Linked DNA regions of Cricetulus griseus: region 2 is linked to region 1. A link is a contact called in public Hi-C data. All regions are on one chromosome and are shown on one strand. Each heading gives the region's core, a stretch centred on a gene start, on an enhancer-like site or on the middle of the called end of the contact. The rest is flanking DNA. Distances are from core to core; before and after follow the strand shown.

Region 1 (6,987 bases), core at 2,279-4,778:
CTCTTGTGGTGAAGCTTTGTTCTATTTTATTTGCTTGCCACACAGGGGCACTCAACTCATTTCCTGTGTCATTATTTCTAAAGACATAAAGCCTGACATTTTCATTAAGACTTACCATATCTATGTCATAAAATTAAATTCCGAGAGAGAGAAACAACCTGATGGCAATAAAAATGCAACCCAAGACTGGAGCATTATGGGAAACTCACAAACATGTGTCATATGCTTGCGTGAGTAAAAATATCACTCTCTTTTTCCTAAGTTCCCGGGCAGCATAACCCAGTCAAATAGTCATAGAAGATCTAGTTATATCCCCCAAGGGCCTAAATCACTTAATTTTCCCTTCAGACTTCAAGAGTTTCCAAGAAAATCATTCAACCATTATTGCACTGAGTGATAAAAAACGTGCTTGTGCCTTTATAATACAGGGTGGATGGATCAGGACTTGGTGATTTTTGAGGTTTAAATGCATGCTCAACAGTGTTAATTATAGGGAGGAGGCCACTTTATTTTATTAAAGACAGTCTAAACATGTCTGCTTAGAATCTCTGTATGACAAGGTTGTTTCCTGCCAAGAGAGTTCTACCAGGAAAAAAAAATGTGAGACAAGTAAAATAAATAAGCATGAAGCAATGAATGCTAGAAAAAGTAATTTCAATGGAGGCGGAAAGGAGAACATGAAGTCTAGTGAAGCATGCCATAATCCCTCAGGCCCAACTTTATTAAGTCTCAACTATTAAACCAAATTAACAATATGAATTGTTCTGTGCAATGGCTGAACACATCCATTCTGGAATTAGGCTACGCAAGTTTAAATATTGACTATTCTTCGTCCTCATGCCCTCCTTAACTTTAGTCAATTGCCCTCATCGTGCTTCCCATATTCTTTATGGTTATTAACTGGCTCCTACTAGATTATTAGTTCTATGAATAAGGCAAAAGTTCATGTAGTAGGTTCTACATAAACATGTTTTTGAGTTGAATAGAGTTGTTAGCTTCCTGATCATGGATAATTTGCCTTTATGTCTCAGGTTTTCCCATGTGTTAACTGAAGACCACTGTTAAGACTCAATGTGATTTTGGGAAAGCATCTTTCGAAAATTTTAGTGCCCAACACCTTCAAAATACTGGCTATTATTATAAGGGAAAATACCTGTCTAGAAAGCATACTGAAACAGGTAACTCAATAGGCTAGAGCCCTTTCTTGAAAAGTGACATTGTATTTGCATTAAAAAATGATCTGAAGTAAATCTAGCAAGAGTGTTAGAGTATGAATTATTGATCATGAATGCTTTGGCTAGTTTTATATTTTTCTCTGTATTTTTGCATGTCAGTGTTTTTAAAACATGTTCCATTTTTTAAATAAACTTTCCTATGGATGACTAGGTGAGTCTCTGCACCTCCCCTACCATGCTTGTTAAATCTAGAAAGGCAAGCTTGTAATCCTTGGGATGTTGGCAGGTGAGTTCTAAGGCTGGATCACAAACAAACAAATAAGCAAAAACCAAACCAAACCAAACCAAACCAACAACAACAAAACATCCACTACTTTCTGTTTGCTCTTTGCTTGCTGGAATACTCATGCTTGGAACTCTGGGCATCATGTAAGCCATTTGACTGCTCCAAAGCAGTGCAGTTCATTAACTTGGTCCTGTAGAAAGGCTATATGTAGGCATTTGGTTTGACACTTTGAGATTTTGGATTCTCTTAGCCAAAGCACTTGACATGTGACTGAATAAGGCTTCAGGCAATCCCAGCCATCCCCCACCCAACCATCGTAACCACCAGCCTTCAAGTATTCCTAGCCAAAGCTCAACACCATGGGGCAGAAGGAACTCTTTCCACTGTCTCTTCTGAACTCCTGACATGAGGAACCCATGAACAAATTGAAATCACAGTGCTTTGTTTGAAATTTTTCATAATTTAAAGAAAGACCATTCTAAGGAACATCTCCCTGCCCTCACTCTGCCACCCTCAATTCAGGTTTAGGTTACTTGAAAAAGATCCAGAGTGTGCCTCAAGAGTAAGTGGCTGCATCATGATGTCATTTAATGGGCACTGAGTCTCCAAAACACATCACTCCCTTTTTAGGCGAAGATGTGCTTGAACCCACTAAAATCTAAAAATTCCCCCAAAGGCATAGAGACAGGAAAGGAATGGGGACACAGAAGCAGTTTTTGCGGCCTGGGCATCCTAGTCATTGGGGCTTTTGCTGTATCCTCTGAAGCTCTCTCACCAAATGAATTTTTAATGTAAAATAAAACAACAGCAGGGAGCTATTCATCATATTACTTTAAATTTTCAACTCATCAGTAAGCCCACTACCTTTCCTGAACTGTGAATTATTTGTTGATAAACTTGGCAACCATCTTGTGACTACCACAATTATATTGTAGAACATTGCCATCTGTATTGGAACATTTCAATTAGAAATAGGCTATAGATTAGTGATTCGTGGTCATCAGCTAATTCTTTAATTAGTAAAACAGCCTCTATTATATAAAGAAAACCCATGGCATTATTCAGCTGCCAAACATGACTCCAAACATGTGCAATAGTTGGAAAATACTTCACCCATTAACACTTTCTGAGCAGATAGAAATAAATTAATTCCTTGTCATTTTAAGTAGTTAAAGTATAATTTTGTTCTATGTAAGCATTGAAAATATATCACAAATTGAATAGCCTGTTTGGATTTAAAATATATGTATGTAGGAAGTCTCAATACCCCCAAATTGCTCCCATGTGTTTTGATCTTTGAAAAGTCCTGGATGTCATTAAAAACTAGCATTTTAGCTGGGCATGGGGGCATGGTCGTACACGCCTTTTATCTCAAGCTTGGGAGACAGAGGCAGGTGGATCTTTCTGAGTTCAAGGCCAGCCTGGTCTACATACTAAACTCCAGGACAGCTGGGGCTACACAGTGAAACCATGTCTCAAAAAAAAAAAAAAACCTAACATTTTGAGGATTAAGGGAGCGAAGTGATATAGGAGGGACAGAGTTTAATGCAGGAGTTGTCGTTAAAGTCCTTTCTTAACTTGAGGTCCAGGGAATGCTTAATTTTTTTAAAAGACCCCTGGGAGGAGAATTCGGGGGTCCAGGAACAACAACAGAAACAAACCATGGAGTCCGTGAAACCTCTCATGCGGTCTACTCATCTTTCTAATTTTTGCAGAAAAGGGGGATGCAAGACGCTGAATTGGGTTGAGATAGCCTTTCCAGGATGTGAATATCCTAGTGCAAAACTGAACTCCCCTCTTTGAATCCAGGCAGGCTAGCAGCATACAAGGCTATCACTCTATTGCACAACACCTGTCTCAGGACAGTAAAGGGTATGTGTCAGACTGTACATCACCCCCTTGTCTGAAGTACAAAATCTCCCAAATGCCCTGACCAGCAGAGGGCTCTACATGACCTGCAATGGAGACTACTCAGAAGGGCCTCACCAAGAGATGACCCCAGGGCTACCACTGCTGCTGTTGTTGCTGCCGCCATGACCACTTTACGTTGAGGAAGAGGAGGAGAAGGAGCAGGAGGAAGAAGAGCAGGAAGAGGAGGAGCAGGAGGAGGAGGAAGAGGAGGTAGAGCAGGAGGAAGAGGAGGGGGAGGAGAAGGAAGAGGCAGAACACCTTTCAGTGGAAGACAGCTCTCCAAGGCAGGTTGGTCAGTGATTTCTCAACCTTCTTATGCTGTGAACCTTTAATACAGTTCCTCATGTTGTGGTGACCCCAACAATAAAATTATTTCCTTGCTACCTCATAAATGGAAATTTTCTACGATTATGAATAGTAATGTAAATATCTGATATGTGACCCCTCCCAATGGGATTGAGACTCACAGGTTGAGAATTTTTGTCTTAGGTAGCTTAGTGATGTCCTGCACTGCCTACCTCGGCCTCTCCTAGAGCCCCACAAATATTGATCAGTAGGGTTAACGTCTTTTACGTGCCAGCCTTTCATTCTCATCCGTGTTCTGACACTTTTTTCTTTTCTTCCCTCCATCAATGTTTCTGAATCCATCTTTCTTGTTTCTTCAAATCATTTTTCTCTTTTTGTACTAGATTTCCCCTTTCACCTCTTGGAATTCTTATCATCTCCTCCTCACTTCTATTCTTTATTGTCCATTATTTGATCTTTTGTTCCTTTCTCACTTAAAAAAACTCACTTTCCCATCTCATAGTCTTTCTTGTCTCTGATCACGTAGTTCTGGTTTCTTCCATTTCGTTGTACTAACTCAGCATGGACACCACTCTTTAACCATGGCTTACACACTGGTAACTTGTGAGGCAAATTTGGTTCACAGCTTTCTTTGGCAGATTTATTCTTACTTAACTGTTAATTTTAAACAACCAGGAGATTTCTTTTTAAAAATTCTGAATGTCAAGCTTTACTTGAAAATACAGTTTCTTGTAACTCCATCGGGCAGAACTCAGCTAGGCTACCATGATGACAAGGTAGACACTCTTCAGTGAGCCACAAACTCACCAAGAATCATTCCCTGACAACATTAGTTTACCTGGTTACCCCCTCTCCAGCCTCTGCTTGCCTTCTCCTGGCTTTTGCTGTGATGGGCCAGCCAGTGCTGAAGTCCCTAGTTTCTGAAGTCATTTTCCAGCAGTAATCTCTCTTTAGGAAATCTCTCAAATTGTATAAACATCACCTTATTTTCCTCATCTATAATGACAACCATTTAATACCTATTTCATGAATTTGAGATATCAAAGGATATAATGCTTGTAGTATGATTAGCACACAATCTAGCAAACAGTGGGCCATTGGTAAATGGAACTTCTTGTCTTTCTGCTCTTATTTACATCTTCCAAACTGATATTCAATTTCTTATCTTCTATCTTCCTTCAGTTTTTCACCTCTTTATTCACTTCAGGTATATGTATATGTTTATACTTTCTAATTACATTTTTCTGCTCTTATTTTCTTTATGATTAACTTTATCAGATTTAGAATCACCTAGGATACTGGTAAGAAAAGCCTGTGGGTATGTCTGTGAGATCATTTTGAGAGAGAATTTAACTGAGTGAAGAAAATCCATCCTGAATTTAGGTGGCTCCATCTTACCAGATGGGGACCTAGAAAAAATAAAACAGAAAAAAGGAGAAAGTCATTAGAGTATGCTTCCTGGCTGTGCTGGCTTGAATGAAAATGCCCCCATAGGCTCTTAGAGAATGGCACTATTAGGAGGTGTGGCCTTGTTGTAGTAGGTGTGGCTTTGTTGGAGGAAGTGTCTCGTTGGGGGCAGGCTTTGAGGTCTCAGAAGCTCAAGCCTGCCTAGTGTTTCAGTCACTTCCCGATGCCTGCAGATCCAGATGTAGAACTCTCAGGTACCTCTCCAGCACCATGTCTGTCTGTCACATATGGTATTTGCAAAATTTCTGATCCATGCTGTGAGAGAGATGATAATCTCACAGGAAAATGCAAAGGGTCAAAAAACAGTGTGTCCTGCTGGAAACCAATTATTCCCAATCACGACTTTGAGTGATGAGTGAATATGGTTGCTTTTTGCATTGCAACCACCCTCACCGTCCTGACTATGAAGTAAATTACATATTTCCTTACCCTGTTTTATTATCTCATAATTAGCTGTTGTCATTTAACTTAAGACTATATAGAAGACTCAGAACTAGGGCAAAGAGTTGAATTGGGAGAGGAAGAGGAATTGGGATGAAGATGGAGTTTGGTATTCTGAGGACAGCCTCAAGGTTTCATAGTACAACCTGTGTTGATTTTGTTATTTTACAAGACATCAATTTAGGCCATGGAGTAACAGACTAATATTACAGATAAACAATTCATAGTTCTTTACACAAGATTATATATTAAGTCTCCACTGCATGAAATGAAATGATCTGGCAGCTACTTTATCCGTAGACACGAGCAATCAGGAACATCTAGGTTATCCACTAATAAATGTGTGGACTGCATAACTGCTAACTCCCCACCTTATCCCATGCTATTTCTAGCATAGTTTTAGTTATCATATGAGAACCTTGTCTTGGGAATTATCAAACAAGAAATGAAGGAATTTAGAAGACACAGTGTGTGTGTGAGGAGCCATAAAACTGAGGATTTCTATGAGGCTGTAAAATCAAAGAAGCACTGAGCCAAGAGAAGCATTAAATAGGTAGAAGAGCTAAAAGCTGTTTATGTTTCTAGAGGGATCAATAAAAGACAACTGATTCCTCTTCTCTACAATCTACAAACAAGGGTTTGCTCAATGAAACCAACGTTAAATAAAAATGACACAAGAAAAATGAACTACATTTGTCCATAGTTCCCCTTTAAAAATCACTACTTTAAGAAACTGTAAAATGTAGTGACAAGGTTATGCTTTAATTACAGGTGGGGTGAATTCAGCTTTAATAACAATTGCATCTTTTGCCAGAGTAAAGGAGAATTCATCTTCATGCTTCACATTCCAAGCCCATAACTTGGTAAGGTAGAGGAAGGTGAAGCTTCAGAACAGGAATCTTGGCTCCTGAGAAGGGCCATGCACAATGAGAAGGGCCACGCACTGAAGGCTTTTTTTAATTCTGTACTGAGTCCTTGTAATCTGGAGCTTGGCCAAACTAATGGGTCACAGTTCCACACAATTCAGGTTTGGAAATGACATTTAAAAGGTCATTTTGCAGAAGGGAATAGAAGTCAGAAAGTGACTTGTTTAAGGTTTCAATACTCCCTTGTGTACCATGGAATTATGTCTTCATAGACCCAACAGAAGTCGTGTGTGTGTGTGTGTGTGTGTGTGTGTGTGTGTGTGTGTGTGTGTGTGTGTATGTTAAAAGACACTGAATTCATGTAAGCTTTTGAACACATAGCTTCAGTTGCTTCCCTCTTCTAATCATGCAGCTGATTGGGAGTTGTGGCTCAGTGAATCAGGGTATCATCATACTAATATGTTATTAGTAGCCCAGAGTGGGGTTATGTGGCATCAAAATTCACAATTTTAAATGTAGTTTCCACTTAGGGCAT
Region 2 (6,987 bases), core at 1,740-4,239, 100 kb after region 1:
GCTCTGAGTTTTGTCTCTAGTACCACAAGAAATGCATAACGCATACACAGGTAGATATTTTTAAAGTGCCCATCTGTATTGAACTCTAGGTCAGCAAATTTCTTGTTGTATGGGAATACAAATCGGAAGGCCCACAACAGTTAGGTCAGACCCAAGGATACATTAGAAAGAAATTAAGTTGGGAAGGGCTTGATAAAAGAACAAAGTTCTGAAACTGAGGAAGGGAAGAGCAGAGGGAAGGAAAAAATAACCTGCGAAGGACAGGATGCATAAGATCATCCAGCTGCCCCCAAACTGAACTTACAATATTTTCTGTGTTCTCTTTGGAAGAGGGTTTGGCTTGTCCAGCATTCAATGGAAACTTGTTGATTGACACCAAGTTGGGCACAAGTTCAATATGAGTGTGCCTTTAAGCTATTTATTTGATTTTTAAAAATTGCATCCTTTGTAGTAAGACTGTTTAGCTTCTACTGGCGCCCTGGGGCAGTAAGTTTAGATTGTTAAAATAGCAGCCATTAACACTCTCTGTGTTATGACACTGTCCTCCCTGCCCCCTCTTCAGACTCTGGGCTGGAGAGTGTTTGACAAAAGTTAAAGTCTCCTCTCTTCACACAGAGACTCCTCAGAGGCAGGGCTGCTTTTCCCTAGCCCTAACCCCTACATACCTTCAAGTCTGCCCACCCCCTGCCCCACACACGATTCTCATGTACACTCAGGAGTATGCACACCCCTCACACTCACTCCCCACCCCACCCCCCACACAAGGGACCCTGGGGAGCCCGTGTGCTTGGTTTGTTTTCCTTTGTTTGGCTTGTTTTGATTTTAAATCAGTTTTCAGGATGGCACCAGAATTTTTTCTTGTCTATTAAATGTGCTGTGGAGGGAGTATGTAAGGACTTTTTTCTTAGTGCTGGTCAGGCTTATTTCTCTAAACTAGTAAGTATAATGTTGATCCTATTGATCAGTCAAACTGGTCTTTATAGACTTTGCATACAATGCCTCTTGAGCAAATAGCCCAGGCAGCTTCTAAAAGATTTATGAATTCCTGGATTATCTAGATTATTCATAGGTCTACTTAAAAGGGAATTTTTCATGAGAGGACTGGATGGCCCTGGCTCTCCTAAAGGCCCTTGGGGAAAGATCAAAAGAACAGAGACAAAGGGGACAGTGTGGAAACTGCTCAGCTCCCTGAACAAGGCAATAATCGAGACCAGACACACAGATCCAACCACCATCTCAGACAATCAGTACTGGTCACAGCTGAGCCACCACCTAGGCCCAGGAAGCACAAAAGGGAAGTTCTGTGTTCTATGGATAACTTTGGTATGCTGTCTCCACTGGCACTTTCTAGTGGAACTCTGTGCAATAGTAGATACATCCCATTACAGTAGCCAGAAATATATGTGACCATTGGACACTTGATATGCTATGAGACAACTGTGAGGCTAAGAAACTGCATTTAAATTGTATTTAATGGTAATTAGCTTAACTGTAAGCTGATATAAATGGCTAGTGACTGCTGTCCTGCATGACACCACTCTATCTTATTCATTGGTTGCTTTTATCCTGCATTAAATTTACTTTTATACCTTCTATCCATTTACCACTATCTTAAAAGCAGGTACTGAATGTTCTATGAACACAGAAAATCATACCTTGGAGGGTTGTTTTCTTCAGCCCTCTCTCTCCTCTCCACACTTGACCAATCCAATCATTTAAGAAAGACTGTAACTTGCCTGAAGCCACAGTGCTGTATAGGAACATTCAAGTAGCCTGGTACACAAGTCTGCTGGTTTCCTGGGCTGTGCTTCAACCACATCTCCCTTTCGGACAAGGTTTTTCAAAGTGAATACACTCTTTGCCTCCATTGCCTTCACAGCTCACAACTGAGATCCATCCCTTAGCATTTGGATCTGTTGGAGGCCAAATCTGTCTTTACCTCCTTGTGTGCTAAGATACAAAGTAGACTCTGGACAAAGGTTTGTAGAGTGAGTTAATTCTCAAAGGCCATCATGTAACCTGTCATCTTTTATGTTGTATTTTGCAGGAAACTGGTTGTGTTTCAGTGCTTTGAGTCTTCCAGAGCTCACGCTGTCTCAGGCCAGGGAGACATGTACTCTTTGCATGTGGCCATGGCCCATGTAGGTGTTCAGATGAAAGAGTGTTGGGAAGCTGGCTGGCAGGCTGCCACAAAGGCTAGACCCTCTGTATTCTGGATTACCTTGATTTGCTGAACTAATTGTTTCTTTCTGGTAATCAGGGACAAGGCAAAACTCCCTCTCTCCTTTACCTTTCTAGAATAACCTAGAATTTAATGTGTCCAGGGTAAAATTTGGAGGAATTTTTCTTTCTGGTCACTTTAGAAAATGATATGAAGTACTGAGTCCAAACTAAGCCCGGAATCCAGTGCTAAAAATGAGGAGAATTCAGTGTATAGGTGGATGTATCCTCTTATAATTCCTGTCCTGTCTGTTTTCCACCCCAGTCCTTTGCCCTTAACCCCGAGCCAACCAATGGTAACTCGGCGCTGACTGAATTGAAGCAAAACCTGTTACCAGCCACCAAAGGTCAAGTTGCAGCCAGGCAGTCCTGCCAAGAGCCAGGCCCAAACAAGGAGGCAAATAGTTTGTGCCCCATCTGTGGTGCATGGTCTGCTCATTTTTTGGTACCACCTAATGAAGAAGTGATCTGGTCCTGAGATAGAAGGCTTCCAGAGACCCACCCAGTCCTAAAATTCTGAAGCCTAAGTATAGGCATTGGATGCCAAGGACACTGGAGAAAGTCTCTGAGCATGTAGAACACCAAGCCAATTGGAGTGCCTGCTAAGCCAGCCCAGGATTCCTAGCATTCCAGCCACACCATATCCACCCCCACCCCCGGAGGGCAGCCAGTGGCCACAGCAGAGCCTAGATCCAGCAGGCTGAGACCCACAACAGACCCTCCAATAGCCGGTTTCCTCACTAATGGCCTGCCTGTTTGCCTTGTGCTGAGTTCAGGGATGTGGACAATTGTAACACCCAGTTTAGCCTAAGAGTCTGACTTACCATGGACTCTCTGGGCAGTGAATCATTTTGAATAAGCGCTTAAGCATCTTTCCACTGAGTCATCCTGAGGACTGTCAGGTTCACTAATCCTGACAGATACTGTGTATATCCTTTGTTCAGATTCTGTCCCCATGCTGATACTGGGAACTGGATATAAACAGCAGAACAATGTGCTTGTTGGAAATCATTTGCATTAGGACTTCCATTGCTTGCCTCTCTCCATAAATGCCTGAAACACAAAGAAAAATCTTACCAATACCAACTCTTGGTCTGTGTGTTCTTTTGGCAACACAACTACCGAGAATATGTCCTCTTTACTTTGAGCAGCACTGCATATTCAATTTGTTTTCCAGATCCTCCATGGATCTGTTTTCATTTGGCTTCTTCTAGGCCAGGGCTGGCATTTTCTTTTTCCTGTAAATATTTTAGCATTTGCAGGCACCTCTTGCTATAACACATCCTTTGCAGTGTGAAAGCTGCCATAGATGGTATGCAAATGATGGCTGTGGCTGCCTTCCAATAAAACTTGATTTACAAAGACAAGTGCTGGGTCCATTTAGGTCACCCCTCTGTTCTAGACATAAAATAACCTAAACTGGTAGGTGAAACCTAGTTTCCCATGCTAGAATGCCTTTGAGGACAATTTTGAAGATCGGGCAGTTTTCATTCTCCTTTTGGGAAGGAGACAGACATTGTAGGAATAGTTTCTTCCCATTTTGACTATCAAAGTTCATTTTCCAAAGGTGGTAGACACATTGCGAAGACTAGGATTGGTTAAAAGAGGATGCATTAACAACATGGAAATTTCAGAACTTAAAACACTTAAAGGTGTCCATCTCAGGTTAATATGTCATTCTTACCATGGACACTGGCTGGCAGAGTCTTCCCATCAAAGATTTAGTCCCAGTGGTATGCGAGGGGAACATAATAAAATTAGTAACTGGTGCCGTGATTCTTAAGTAATTTTTGGTTTTGCCTTGGAATAACAAATGACTTTTGCTTGTGTGTCACTGGTGGGAGGAAGTCACCTATTCTCAGGACCTGATTCTCAGGGACAGGGAAATGCAAGGCTATCATATTCCTGGGCAAGGAAGTGCTGTTCAATGGCCCTAACATCATCTGCTCCAAGAACTACTTCCTAGCATTCTTCTTGATATCTTTTCTTGCCTACCTTTTTGATTGGCCTGATTGTCTCTTTTGCCTAAACCCTACCTGGCTTTCCTCATTCATAATAGCCATTGAGATCAACACTTGAGAATGCATCTTAGGGGTTCAAATATTGGTACACTAAGCAATACTTAAAATCTTGTGTAGTCCAGCCATGAATATGAAGTCAGGCCGCTGATCCAGGTCCTACATGCCATTGGATCCAAGCATTGATTGCCATTGGGCAGCAAGCCTGAGAACAATTAGACCTCCCATGTCTCTGGTTTTGATTTCACTTTTATTTACTTTTAGTGGAAATTTGAATCAGAGAATGAATTCTAAGCACAATGACTTTGGGCAGTTCTTGCTTTTAGTGCTATGGAGAACAGTTGTCAAGATGGAAGAGATACAGAAAGTAAAAGATAGCATAGGTGATGGTGATTGCTGCATTATTGAACTAAAGTGATAGCTTTGGAGGAGGAGACTATAGGAGAAAATACAAACTGGGCAGGGTAAGCTAATGGTTCTACCCATCTCAAATGCTCCATGACTATAAGTACAAGGGTAGCAGTGGAGCTCTGACTCTGATACCTGTGATTATCTAAAGATCCTGGGCCATTTTCTTTAGTACTCTCACCTTTCTAAGACCTCAAAGGCCTCGGCTGGATCTTTGGCATATGGCCCTCAGTCTGGGAGAAAACAGCAAGAAAAGTATGCAGGGCATTTGATAGGTCAGTCTTCTAAGGCACTTGGGTCATTTTCCACCAGGTTTCATTGACAGCATTCACAAGTCTCCTAACTTGAAAGAAGTCTATGAAATGTAGTGTATGTAACTGGGTCTCCAAATGAATTTGAAGAGCATGGGATGTCTGGCACAAGGGGTGTTCTTTATAGGAGGAGTTCACACTGACTGAGTCTTAGACTGAAGCCTTGAACAACGTACTGTCAATATTGAAATGTTTAGCACTCAGGGTACTACTTGGTGATGTCGGAAACTACTCTGGCCTTTGGAAGCTTTTGTAGATAAAGAAATGTGGCAAATTTAGTTCGTCTTATCTCACATTTTTTGCCTCTGTGCTTCATATGAACTGTGAACCCATACCTAAGGCCACCTACATTCTCATGGACACAGGAGCTTGAGATGTGAGTCGGAGGGAGAGAACTGTGAAGATGCCATTCAGTGATGAAATGATAGCAAGCCCAGGAAACTTACTCTGAATATTGAACCACTCAAAAGTCATTCTTATAAAATAAGGGGTTGGGGCTAGAGAGATGGCTCAGTGGTTAAGAGAACTGACTACTTTTCCAGAAGACCTGAGATTGATTCCCGACACACATGTCAAGCAGCTCACAACTCTATATAAGTCCTGCTCCAGGAGATCTGATGCTCTCCTCTGACCACTATGCATACATGTGAACATACCCACATAGAAATGCATACATGCATATATACAAAAATAAATAATGAAATAAATTATTTAAGTAAAAGGCAGCCATGAAAACAGGGACAGTGTGACTAATCTTACTCTTTTTTGTCCTGGCTACCAGGAAATTGAGAGTCCAGTAGCACAAACTACAATTTCAGTTATCCTCTTGGTAAGAATTTTTGGCAGTTACTTTTTGGTTTTCTATTTTTGTGTCTAATTACTTTTCATGGTAAATACTATTTGTTGCAGAAAGGAGAAAGTATAGGTGCAATTTCTTGTTTCATCTAATGTTAGGTTTGAAGACTGGCATTTATATAAAAGATTTTCTGTGTTCACTGTGACTTCCTGGGTAGTTGGTTTTACATGATGTAGTTTTAGAAGATTGTATGTGAAAAACACTCAAGGAAGTGTCCCATGCCATTAAGAGTGTCTAGTACTTTGGTGTCTATCTCTGTTATAATAAGAAAGTTCTCCTTCTGTACTTTGAATATTTAAAGTTTGGATACAAACAAAAATGGCTCATTTTAGTCAAGGATTCCTCATCCATTCGGAGGACAGACAACTCCCTATTGTTTGGGCCAGTCCTTTTCCAGTACAGAATCTTTACCACTTTCCCTAGCTTCTACCTACCAAATGTGAAGAGCACCTTCCCCACTCATGGCAGTCAAAGCTATTTCCAGCCATAGCCACAAATCCCTGAAGGAAATACCTTTCCAAGCTGAACCTTAACATGAAACAGAGTTATCTTATAGAAGTTGATCTCTAGTGCTAAGGGATGCATGTTTGCTTTCTTTTGAAAATTATTTTCATTTTTTAGAATATATATCTTTTTATTCCTTCACAATTTTCGTACATGTATGCAATGTATCTTCATCATATCAACCCGAATCCTCCCTCTCACTATACCAGGGACACCTAAAAATGTCACTCTCCCAACTTCATATCCATTGTTTATTTGTAATAACCCACTGAATCCAATTAGTATTGCCTGCTTGTGCAAATGTGTGGGACCATCTACCTGAGCATAGGAGACCCACAATTGGCCACATTCCTGAAGAAAACTGATTCTCCCTCCCTCAGTAGCCATAATTTTCAGTATCTCTGTAGGTAGGGATGAAGCTGGGAGCCTACTCTGGAATTCAGTGCCTTTTACCATGTCTCCAAGAAATGGGAGTTAGAGCCAAAGGTTCTGGATGGTAGAAGATTGGTGATTAGCACATACATACACACACACACACACATATATATATATATATGTATGTATAAATATATATTAGAAAAACTCACTATTTAGATGAAAATAGTGATTACCTTGACCTTCTTATCCTTGTTCCTTTACTTTCCAAATGTTAAGATTACATGTGTGTATC

Evidence for each region. A called contact is a pair of places that touch in the nucleus more often than the background predicts.
Region 2: a contact with region 1 is called in a Hi-C map of the CHO-K1 cell line, with 2.8 times the contacts expected there. The contact joins the enhancer-like site here to the promoter of Chrdl1 in region 1. A contact is called at or near these places in 3 of 8 Hi-C or Micro-C datasets (the CHK-Q cell line, the CHO-K1 cell line and fibroblasts).

The regions. Positions count from the first base shown.
Region 1 is chrX:37,162,804-37,169,790 of CriGri-PICRH-1.0, forward strand. Chrdl1 (chordin-like protein 1) reads left to right here and starts at 3,529. Exons shown (of 14, transcript XM_027433625.2): 1 at 3,529-3,660.
Region 2 is chrX:37,264,877-37,271,863 of CriGri-PICRH-1.0, forward strand. The region is part of intron 6 of Chrdl1 (chordin-like protein 1); the gene reads left to right. Among named protein-coding and RNA genes, the nearest start is that of Chrdl1, 100 kb to the left of the region's middle. Within about 2 kb of position 2,990, at least 2 of the 6 cell types and tissues checked have open chromatin away from gene starts, as enhancers often do. A contact at or near this core is called in the CHO-K1 cell line and fibroblasts, where this site is marked.